Regions from separate parts of the Rattus norvegicus genome. Here all the other regions are linked to region 2. A link is a contact called in public Hi-C data. All regions are on one chromosome and are shown on one strand. Each heading gives the region's core, a stretch centred on a gene start, on an enhancer-like site or on the middle of the called end of the contact. The rest is flanking DNA. Distances are from core to core; before and after follow the strand shown.

Region 1 (3,460 bases), core at 793-3,292, 81 kb after region 2:
TTGCGGGGCTTGGGGACTGGAGAGATGGCTCAGGAGTTAAGAATACAGGCTGTTTTCCCGGAGGTCCTGGGTTTGACTTCCAGCACCCAGAGGGTGGCTAACAGTTGTATGTAGTTCCAGGAGTTCTGACGCTCTCTTCTGGCCTCTGCGGGTATTGCACACACGTGGTGCATAGCCCACATACCCATACACACAAAATAAAAATAAAGGGAAAATCTGAAGGAGGAGGAGAAGAAAGGATTTGAGGGGCTAGAGGGGGTTCAGAAGTTAGGAGCACATACTGCTCTTCCAGAAGACCCGGGTTTGGTTGCCAGCACCCACATCGGGCAGCTCCAACGCCCCACTCCGGTCTCTTCGGGCATCTCTATTTATGCGCACATGCCCCACCTCCATTACACATATTTACAGATATAATAGAAAGGTATTTTCAGTGTGTTAATCAGATTTGTTGCTGAGATAAACACCCAAGAGAGACAATTTAAATGGAGGAAGCATCTATTTGGTCTCGGAGATATTAACCATGCTGAGCCGCACTGCTGTTTGCACAGTCCAGTGAGACAGAGCAGGATGGCAGGCACACAGGATGCTGGGAAGGGAGCACAAGAGCGCCCCTTGTGGCAGACTGAAGGACCAGCAACAAGATAGAGCCTACTAATGGGGAGGTAACTATTAGATGGGCTGACATTTGTTCGGAGGTTTGAGTGAAGTGTGAAAGTAGCCCTGTGGGAATGAATGGGAAACTGTAATTCACTTCCTCCATCCAGGCCCCACCTCCATAGCTTCCGCCACCTTTCCAGAGTGCCATCCAATTGGAAACCGTCCGTGGGTTAATTCATTCCTGACATTAAAGCCCTGGGGATCCAATGACTTCTTATGCTTTTTGAATGCCTACTATGTGTCAAGCACTGAGCAAATGGCATGACAGTCAGAGAGGAATTCCTGGAAGGGTGATGTATGGGGTGAGGGATGAGCAGGTGACCTAGGTCTCCTCAGAAAGGCCAGGAAGGCACATGGAGAGCCTCCTACTGCTGGGAGTCAGGGTGTGGAGTACCAAGCCTCACTTTGGAACCATGTCTGGAAAGGGGTCGATATAACAGAAGAAAACAGAACCCTGACCACATGACCACAGCACAGTGGCATCAGAGAGGAGAGGACAGTATATTGACTGATCAGTCATAAGGGAGCTGTGAGGAACATTGGAAATATGTTTGAGGGGTCTAGAGAGGCTCAGAAGAAGGCTGGGTGGTGAGGGACTGTGGGGACCCTGGAGTCCCTGGTGCTGGTTGGTGAGGTGGGGAGCCTATTGGAGTCGGGTTCACAGGGCTCTGTAAGGCAGGCGGCTGAAAACAGCATGCATGTGCTCTCTTTGGAGGCTATGGGTCCACACCGGTGTTGATGGGCTAAAATCAGTGTGGCTGCAGGGCAGGTCCTCTGTTAGGAGACCTACTAGGCTGGGACTGCAGGATGGGACTGCAGGATGGGAAGGCCTGAGCCTCCCACAGGGACAAGAGGAAGGTGTTAGCAGAGTCCTGGAGACCCTTCTCTGGGAACTCAAATGACAGAAGGCAAGCACAGGGGAGCCCTAGACTGGCTGGGGAGGAGTGAGTATTTTTTTAGGAGTTTTCCCCTGAGTTCGTTGGGTCTCTCTGGTTTGGCATTTCCTTAAGGACTATGAGCCAGCCCTTCACCTTGGCACACCCAGCACCAGGTCTTCCAAGCTGGTTAAGTTGAGTCTATGTCTTTAAACCGTAAGGAAGAGAAAGCCAGGCTACCAAGAATAACATTTTACTGACTTGGCATGGGCTTCGGAATCTGCGTTTTTAGCAGCTGCCCAGGTGATTGTGATGAGCAGACAGTTTGGGCGAGCCCTCCCTCCCCTCCCTTTCCCCCTTTCCTCTTTCATTCCCCTTCAGCAAACTGTTTTTCAACTTTGTTTTTTAGTGAAAACCATTTCCTCCTCACTGTGGACCAGAGCCAGACCAAGGCTGAGCCGGCCTGTCTCTCCCACGTCAACAGTCCCGAGTCCTTAGTGGAGGTTGATGCTGTCTTTCTGTGCCCTTCCTCTTCCTCAGTCCTCACTGCCTGAGGCACTTTCCCTGTGGGGATCAAGGCCAGGTCACCAGAGGCCGGGTCAGACCCGCCCCCCATCTCACCAGTGGCCTCCCCGACTTCTTCATATCTTTACTTTCCTCTTGCACTCGGATTCCTCCAGAAAGACTCTGTTCCAGGCTTCAAGGGACCAGCCGTGGCCATCCCCCACACCTCAGCTGACAGCCTTGGCTTAATTTGGGAAATGAAGGAGCCAGGAGCTTCCTTAGGCCAAATGAAGTGTCCCGGTAGGAGGGAAGGGCACAGGATTTGGCAGAAACCTGGGCTGGGTGGAGGGAGTGGCTGGATTCCCTTGGCTCTCGAAGGCCTCTCCTCTGGTGGGATCCACAACATCTGCCAGATGCCTCCTGGTCTGGCTTTGGGAGGTATGGAGAACCAATTTCATGGTGAGCTCCATTGGCCACAATACTGAGGCAGCTGCAGGAGGGGACTAGGGTGTTGTTGTCCCTTCCCCTGACACTGGGGCTGTCTGGAGGAATGGTAGCCTCTCTGTGTTAAACGGTGGCCTTACTTGCAATGACTAGTGGCAGGTACCAGTTGGAGGACACAGCTGGTTTTGATTAAAATAAAACCCTTGCATCATTTATTCTGGTGGTTTCCAAAGCTGTCTAAATTCCAGGGCCACCTAGGAGGCTTGTTTATTAATTATTTATAGACAGAATGTCATATATGACATAGCTGAGGATGACCTTGAACTTCTGATCCTCCTGTCTCCACCTCCCAAGTGCTGGCTACCATGCCTGGTATATGAGGTGCTGGGAATTGAATGCAGGGTTTCTTGAATGCAAAGCAAGACTCTACCAATCAATCTGTGCCCCCCCCAGCAAAAGGCAAGACTCTACCAATCAATCTATTTACCCAGCTCAAAATATCTAAAATATATACTCTAATAAAGACTTCTGGAACACTTTTTAGTGACTTCTTACTGCCGTGATAAAACACCATGGCCAAAAGGAAGTTGGGGAGGAAAGGGTCTATTTGGCTTACACTCCACATGCTGTTCATCATCAAAGGAAGTCAGGACAGGAACTCAAGCAGGGCAGGAACCTGGTGGCAGGAGCTGATACAGAGGCTATGGAGGGCACTGATTCCTGATTTACTCCTTATAGCTTGCACAGCCTGCTCTATAAAATCCAGGACCACCAGCCCAAGTATGGAACCACCCACAATGGGCTGGGTCTTACCCCATTGATCACTAAGAAAATGCTCCACAGCTGGATCTCATGGAGGTGTTTTCTCACCCGAGGTTCCCTCCTTAGCTTGTGTCGAGTTGATATAAAACTAGCCAGAGCGTCTCTGCCTGATCAGTTAGAATCTCTGGGAGTCTTGAACTGAGTGGGAGTGACTCTTT
Region 2 (3,418 bases), core at 394-2,893:
CTAAACCTCAGAGCTCTTGGTCCTGTTCTGCCCCGAGTTGAATTCTCATCAGTGCTCTTGGGGCAGTAGACCTCCAGATTTGTCACCATTGCTGACCTCTTGATTGTGGTCTGCCTAGACCAGAGGGATCCTTTCCCAAGTTCTAGAACACACCCTAGCCAGCTCTCCTGGGGCTCCAACTGTTGTACCCCTTCCTCAGTTGCAGACCTGGTTCTAATCCTACTCAACCCTGATTGTCTTTGTTGGCAAGAGCACACATCCTGGGTTTGCCTGTCTTTTGAATTCTTCCCCCTCTCTTAAGAAACGAAAGCAAACATTAATTTTATTTTATAGGACTGTAGGTGTATAATACCAATACCATGCCTGGTTCTTCTTAAAAAATGTATTTTATTCTCTTTTTATCTTAAGAAGATTTTTCATTAAATTGTCCAAGCGCTCCTGAAACTCAAAATTCCCCCGTCTCAGCCTCTTGAGTAGGCAAAGACTGGTGTGTGCTTCCAGACCCTACTCTCCATTTTTCTAAGAGCTTAGTCAATACCTAGCAAGAATGGCTGGTTGAACCCACAGATCTGGTGCCCTATTTTCCTGGTAGCTTCTGCCTTCCTCTCTAGTTGGACCTGGATGCTGCCGGGTACCAGCAAGCGGGGGAGTGGGGAGAGGAGGGAGGAGGTACTGAGGGGATTGGCTGGTGTGAACCAATTGTTTGCCTTTGTTCAGGAATCAAGCTTGTTGTTCAAGGCTTGCCCCCTCCAGGAGGGTCTCTGACTGGAAACAGCCAGGCGGCCTGCTGGGCTCCTTCCTGGAGTCTCCAGGAGGTCCTGTCCACTCCCCTCCATCCTCAGTAGCACTCTCCTCAGCCACAGATTCTGCAGGCTGGGCTCCAAACTTTATTTACTTAGACCTCTAGGCCCAGCAGGAGCTCTGGGAGCACAGGTGAGTGCTAGGCAGACTTGGGGTGTGCTGGTTTCCTCCTGGGAATCTCAGAAACTCTCCAAGGCTACTTTTACTGAGCCTTCATTTTCTCATCTATCAGATGGGCTCATAGCCACACCTGCTTCTCAGATGGGTCCTCAACATGTCACCCAGCACCCCAGGCAGTGTGTGTGTGTGTGTGTGTGTGTGTGTGTGTGTGTGTGTGTGTGTGTGTGTGTGCGCGCGCGCGCGCGCGCGCGTACACAAGCACCCCTGCATGCCAACCGTGGCTCATTGTTGTCAGAGCTAGCTGCTGAGAGAGAATTCACGCAGGACGGTGTCCACTTGCTCTCTGCCTGCTGTGCTGGTTACCCTCTACTCCACACGACTTGGGCCTGAGCATGTACCTCTTCCCCTTGGCCAGCACTTCTCACGACGTGGGGTTGTCCACGCTAGCCTCTGCAGCATGCAGTGTCAGCCTGAGGACAGCGTAGGCTTGCCAACAAGGCCCAAAGGTTGCCCCAACCACATGGGGCTGACACACTGGCATGCCGGTGGGTCAACCCGCATCTGCAGCAGGCTGCTGAGTCTCTGTTCTCTCTGACCTTGCTGCATCATCAGCCAAATGGTCAGCACAATGGCTTCTCCTTCCTCAGGTGAGGGGTAAGGGTGGGTGAGCCTGGGAAGCCGGGAGGAGGGGACACCATGCTGAGCACAGGCCCGCAAGCTCCCTGGGGTGGAGCTAGGCTCAGAGTCTGGAGGCTTCACCATGTGGCTGCCGCCTCCCTCCCCAAGCCTGGACCGTGTGCCTGGGTTCACAGCGCCCCCTGCTGGTAGGATCTCTCAGAAGCTCCCTGTGGGCAGCCCGAACCCCACATTCCTTAACTTTGACCCCGGGTGGGGGGGGGTCTTTCCCTCTGGAAGCCCATTTTAAATCAAAAGTGCCTCGAAAAGCCAATGCAGTATTAAGTCCGGGCTGGGGGGTGGAATGGGAGAGCTGGGGTTCCCAGGATAAAGTTTAGTAGGCTCCTGGGTCTTTGAAATCTCTGCCAACCCAAGCCACATGGACTGGTGGGGGACATCACACAGGAGCAGGCTTGAGGAGTGAGGAATCCTCCCTGCTTACTCTGGGCTTGACCCTCTTCAGATCTGCAGAAGGCAGGGCGATCTTGAGTCCCGCCTGCTTATCTCCTCTGTCAGACCCTCACTACACAGTAGAGGGTTTCCCAACGGCCTCTGGGAGAGTCAGCAAGCTCTTCCCCACCATGAGCCCCTTGTACTGCTCTTGAGACTTCCCCTACACTATTTTCTTTCCAGGCTGCTTGTATCTAGCCAAATAAAAACTCCCCCTTCCTCCAGGAAGCCTTCCTAGATGGCCTCAGGCTTTTGCAGACTTCTCACACATACTGCGTTGTCTTGTACATATGTTACCCGATCCTTGCACATAGGTTATCTGCTGCCTTTTTTCCTGGAGCTCTGAGAAGGTCCAGGGACAGATCGTATGTGCCCTTTTGTTTTAGACAGTCTTACAAAGCCCAGACAGGACTCACATTTACTATGTAGCCCAGGCTAGTCTTGAACTTACTGTTCTCCTGCCTCAGCTCCACAGTGCTGGGACTAAAGTAATTTTAAGATCAGCTGTGCTCGTATTTGTGTGGTCTTGCCCCTGGGGCATATTGGCCATGTCTATTGATAATTCTGGGGATGTGGGTAGGGGCTGGATGCTACTGGCATCTTAGAATAAATGTCAGGGATGCAGTGACTGTCCTACAAGGCACAGAGAATAGCCCAGGTTATGAATGCTGATTGAAATAAATTCAGATCTGGTATTTTTTTATTATAGTGACCAAGGTCAATGGGTCCCACGGGAGACATGATCACTCCACTGAGAGGACAGAGCAAGGACTCTGAGTCCACTCTAACTGTTCCTTCTTTGTCCTTTCTAGTTCTGGGTACCCTGCAACACTTTTCTGGTTTGAATGTGGCTTGTGCAAGTGGAGCTGGGCCTAAGCCAAGGAGGAGGATTCAGACCTGAATTAGAGCCCTTAGGGTACTGTGGCCAGCCCTTGGGAGCAGAGAGTACCTGACCTCGTCTATAAATGGGGATGGAATGACCCCTTTCAGTCCCAATGGGCTGAGGCCCTCAGCTGTCCCTGTGTGTTCAGCATTTCTGTCTGCTGATGGGTGGGGCACTATTCCCAGAGCCAGATGTGGGAGGTGGTTGTGGCAGTAAGTGCCCTCCTGGGAAACAGCTGTCAGAACAAGAACGCTTTGACAAGCGCATCAAAGCCGCTTGCGTGTCCCCTAGGGACTGACTGGGTGGGTGGGACAGAGCTGAACCTTCAGCCAGGAACAGCTGTTGGCCAGGCCCCAGTGCAGCAGTGGGGGCCGAGGAAGGCATCCCCCTTTAGTTGGAGTTAGGAGTGTCCCAGAGGCTAATCATCATGACACAGCCTTCTTCTGCACACTTCTAGGTGGGCTTGGGCAGTCCAGGGTTCTCGTGCCC
Region 3 (3,192 bases), core at 255-2,754, 77 kb before region 2:
CAGGGGCAAAAATGCAGCCAAATGCGCCTGGACTCGGGAGCCTGTTGAGTGACAGATGTACCTCCTTACCTTCCAGGTTAACTGATACAGCCCAAGTGCACACTGGACTGAGTGCAAGCAGACAGGAAGAATAACGTGGGAAGGATGTAGTTGGTCAAGCGTCCTTCCCTGGCAACTACTGGGCCTTCCACCCAGGGCAACCTGGACTGCCAGTTGGGTGAAACCGTGGGCCCAACTCCAGCTTTTGGCAGCCAGTATAAACTCAGTGTAGGGATAAAGGGTTCTGGACCTGACCAGATCGCCTGAGTAACGTTGGGGGTTGGGGGTAGCCTCACTGGGCACTAGGTGTGTGGGGGGGGGTGCTACTCTCAAAAGAGTCAGGGGCCTTTTGAGACTGCTTTTTCTACGGAAAGCTAGTAGGAGTTGCACTAAAGGCAACAGAACGAGGGCCTCTTCCCCCCAACCTGGGTGGTGGTTCAGCAACCACCGCCTCCGGCAGCTAACACAAAGCTTAGATTCAATGCGGTGCCTCCCACAGCCGTAGGAAAAAGGTTGCAGGACTCAACAGGCCAAGGCTGTACGGGCGGGAAGCCTTGGCTAGCAGCTGCACCCCCCATCCCTGAGACGGGTGGGGAGGTTAGGCCAACCAACAGGCACAAAGGTGAAGGAAGTGACTTCCTCCGTGTCCACACTGCTCCCCCGACTTCCCTCTAGTCCCCCGAGTCGGCTTTCCCGCCCCGGACACCCCGCGCCACTCCGCGCCTTTGGCCCAGGCTCAAGGTCTTGTGATGTGATTAGCAAAGCCAGCGCCTTGTCCTCAGACAGTCAGCCCTGCCCCACAGGCCGCAACGCTCAAGTCCTGTTTACTGAGCCTGGGCGGGGAGAGGGGCGGAGAAACGCTCCAATGCTCCTCCAGGCTGGCCGCTCCCGCCCCCACCCCTACGGCCTCTCCACGTGCAGCCGGGCCCGAGCTGCCACCTACCAGACAGGCCGCGACCCCCGCCCCCAGTCCCAAGCAACTTGGCAACGCGCACCATTGCAATATTGTTGCGTTTTGCAGTTCCCGCGCGCCGAGCAAAAACTAGGGTGGGAGATAAAAGCTGCGCCAGTCGGCCCAGCAGGATCGGGCAGGGAAAGGCACGTCCGGGATAGCCTGGTCCCGGTCAGATTGAGCGTGAGGTGCTTTCCAATATTACACTCCAAGAGGCGGGGGAGAACGAGATATTCCCGCCGCCGCCACCCCGCACCCCAAGGAGCCGTGCTCCCCACGCCGCCCGGGACGCCCGGGACTGCCCGCCCCGCCCCGCCCCCGAAGGGAAAAAATTGGCGGCGACCAATGAGAGTCCGAGAAGGGGCCTGACGTCTGCGGGCCGGCGGGCGGCGTTGCCTAGAGACCCCAGCCGGTCAGCGATCAGTCCCCTCCCCGGGTGCGCTTTGCCCCGCCGCCGCGCGGCTCCCAGGCTGTATATAGGGCGCGCGCTCGCGGGTCTCCGAGTTCCACCAGTCCGCGAGCTGCCGACGGCTCGCGCGGGGGGCAGGCCGGGGCGCCGAGCTGCGCTCTCGCTTCTCCTCTGCCCCCCACTCCGCGCGCCGCGGCCTCCTTCCTCGGCCCCGCAAGCAAACTTTCCGTCCCTCCCTGCCCCTCGTCCGTTATTCGTCTTGGTTTGAGCTGCGCCGCACCGAGGGCTCCTCCCAACCTCCCCGCTTGCAGTTCCGACCATTACAGGACCCAGAAAAATGTCGACCACTCTTCTGTCAGCTTTCTACGATATCGACTTCTTGTGCAAGGTAAGCCGACAGCGGGAAAGGATGGCGGACGGCCTGGAACCCTTTGGAGTTCCGAGACTTGGCCGCCGGGCCCGGCTAAGGCGGGAGGGACCCTTCCAAGTTGGCTTTGCGGGTGGAGGGAAGTCCTGTAGTTAGCAGTACTGTGTGCTTGCAACTGTGGGCGTGGAGAGCTGGGAGGGAGCGAGTAGCGGCTGGAGCAGCCGTGCTCCTCCCGAGCCGACCGCGGCCACGCTGCCGGGACTTCCCGGACTGTGTTTGCGCCGCCCATCCCGTGGCCACGGGCCCAGGATCACATGGCTAGACCCGGAGCGGCCGGGGTGGGCGTCCTCCACTCTCTCCGGCCTGCGTTTTGTAAGTGTAGCGGTGGAGACTGAATTGGAACCCACAAGGAACACCAACAAGTGGGCAGTTGGGATTGGCGTCCATTCTGCAGTTCCCCCAACTCTCTTCCCCATCAGATTTTCATCCCGTCCCCGGTCCCCTCCCTTTGGCAGACGGAGAAATCCCTGGCAAACCTCAATCTGAACAACATGCTGGACAAGAAGGCGGTGGGGACGCCCGTGGCTGCTGCCCCCAGCTCGAGCTTCACTCCGGGGTTCCTGAGACGCCACTCCGCCAGCAACCTACACGCGCTCGCCCACCCCAGTCCTGGCAGCTGCTCGCCTAAGTTCCCAGGCGCCCCTAACGGCAGCAGCTGTGGCCCGGCAGGCGCGGGCGGCCCGTCCTCCTACGGCCAGCTCAAGGAGCCTTCAGGGGGCAGCGGCACGGCGCTGGTCAACAAGGAAAGCAAATTCCGGGATCGCTCTTTCAGCGAGAACGGTGAGCGCAGCCAGCACCTCCTGCACCTGCAGCAGCAGCAGAAGGGGGGCAGCGGCTCCCAAATCAACTCCACGCGCTACAAGACCGAGCTGTGCCGGCCCTTCGAGGAGAGCGGCACGTGCAAGTACGGCGAGAAGTGCCAGTTCGCGCACGGCTTCCATGAGCTGCGCAGCCTCACTCGGCACCCCAAGTACAAGACGGAGCTGTGCCGCACCTTCCACACCATCGGCTTCTGCCCCTACGGCCCGCGCTGCCATTTCATCCACAACGCAGACGAGCGGCGGCCCGCACCATCGGGGGGCGCCTCCGGGGACCTGCGAGCGTTTGGCGCGCGCGACGCGCTGCACCTGGGCTTTGCCCGGGAGCCGCGGCCAAAGCTGCACCACAGCCTCAGTTTCTCCGGCTTCCCGTCGGGCCACCACCAGCCGCCCGGGGGACTGGAGTCGCCGCTGCTGCTCGACAGCCCCACGTCGCGCACGCCGCCGCCGCCCTCCTGTTCCTCCGCCTCGTCCTGTTCCTCATCAGCCTCTTCCTGCTCCTCCACCTCAGCGGCCTCCACACCCTCGGGCGCCCCGACGTGCTGTG

The links. A called contact is a pair of places that touch in the nucleus more often than the background predicts.
Region 1: a Hi-C map of liver shows a contact between it and region 2, with 4 times the contacts expected there. The contact joins two enhancer-like sites. A contact is called at or near these places in 9 of 12 Hi-C or Micro-C datasets (the A7r5 cell line, the Rat2 cell line, Schwann cells and 4 more).
Region 3: a Hi-C map of liver shows a contact between it and region 2, with 5 times the contacts expected there. The contact joins the promoter of Zfp36l2 here to the enhancer-like site in region 2. A contact is called at or near these places in 10 of 12 Hi-C or Micro-C datasets (the Rat2 cell line, Schwann cells, frontal cortex and 5 more).

Annotation. Positions count from the first base shown.
Region 1 is chr6:16,398,874-16,402,333 of GRCr8, forward strand. The region is part of intron 2 of LOC134479316 (a long non-coding RNA gene); the gene reads left to right. Among named protein-coding and RNA genes, the nearest start is that of Zfp36l2, 160 kb to the left of the region's middle. Within about 2 kb of position 2,043, at least 26 of the 93 cell types and tissues checked have an H3K27ac peak or open chromatin away from gene starts, as enhancers often do. A contact at or near this core is called in liver, where this site is marked.
Region 2 is chr6:16,317,823-16,321,240 of GRCr8, forward strand. No RefSeq gene overlaps it. Among named protein-coding and RNA genes, the nearest start is that of Zfp36l2, 77 kb to the left of the region's middle. Within about 2 kb of position 1,644, at least 29 of the 93 cell types and tissues checked have an H3K27ac peak or open chromatin away from gene starts, as enhancers often do. A contact at or near this core is called in Schwann cells, hepatocytes, kidney and 1 more, where this site is marked.
Region 3 is chr6:16,241,118-16,244,309 of GRCr8, forward strand. Zfp36l2 (zinc finger protein 36, C3H type-like 2) reads left to right here and starts at 1,505. Exons shown (of 2, transcript NM_001036626.2): 1 at 1,505-1,788; 2 at 2,283-3,192. The coding sequence starts at 1,738.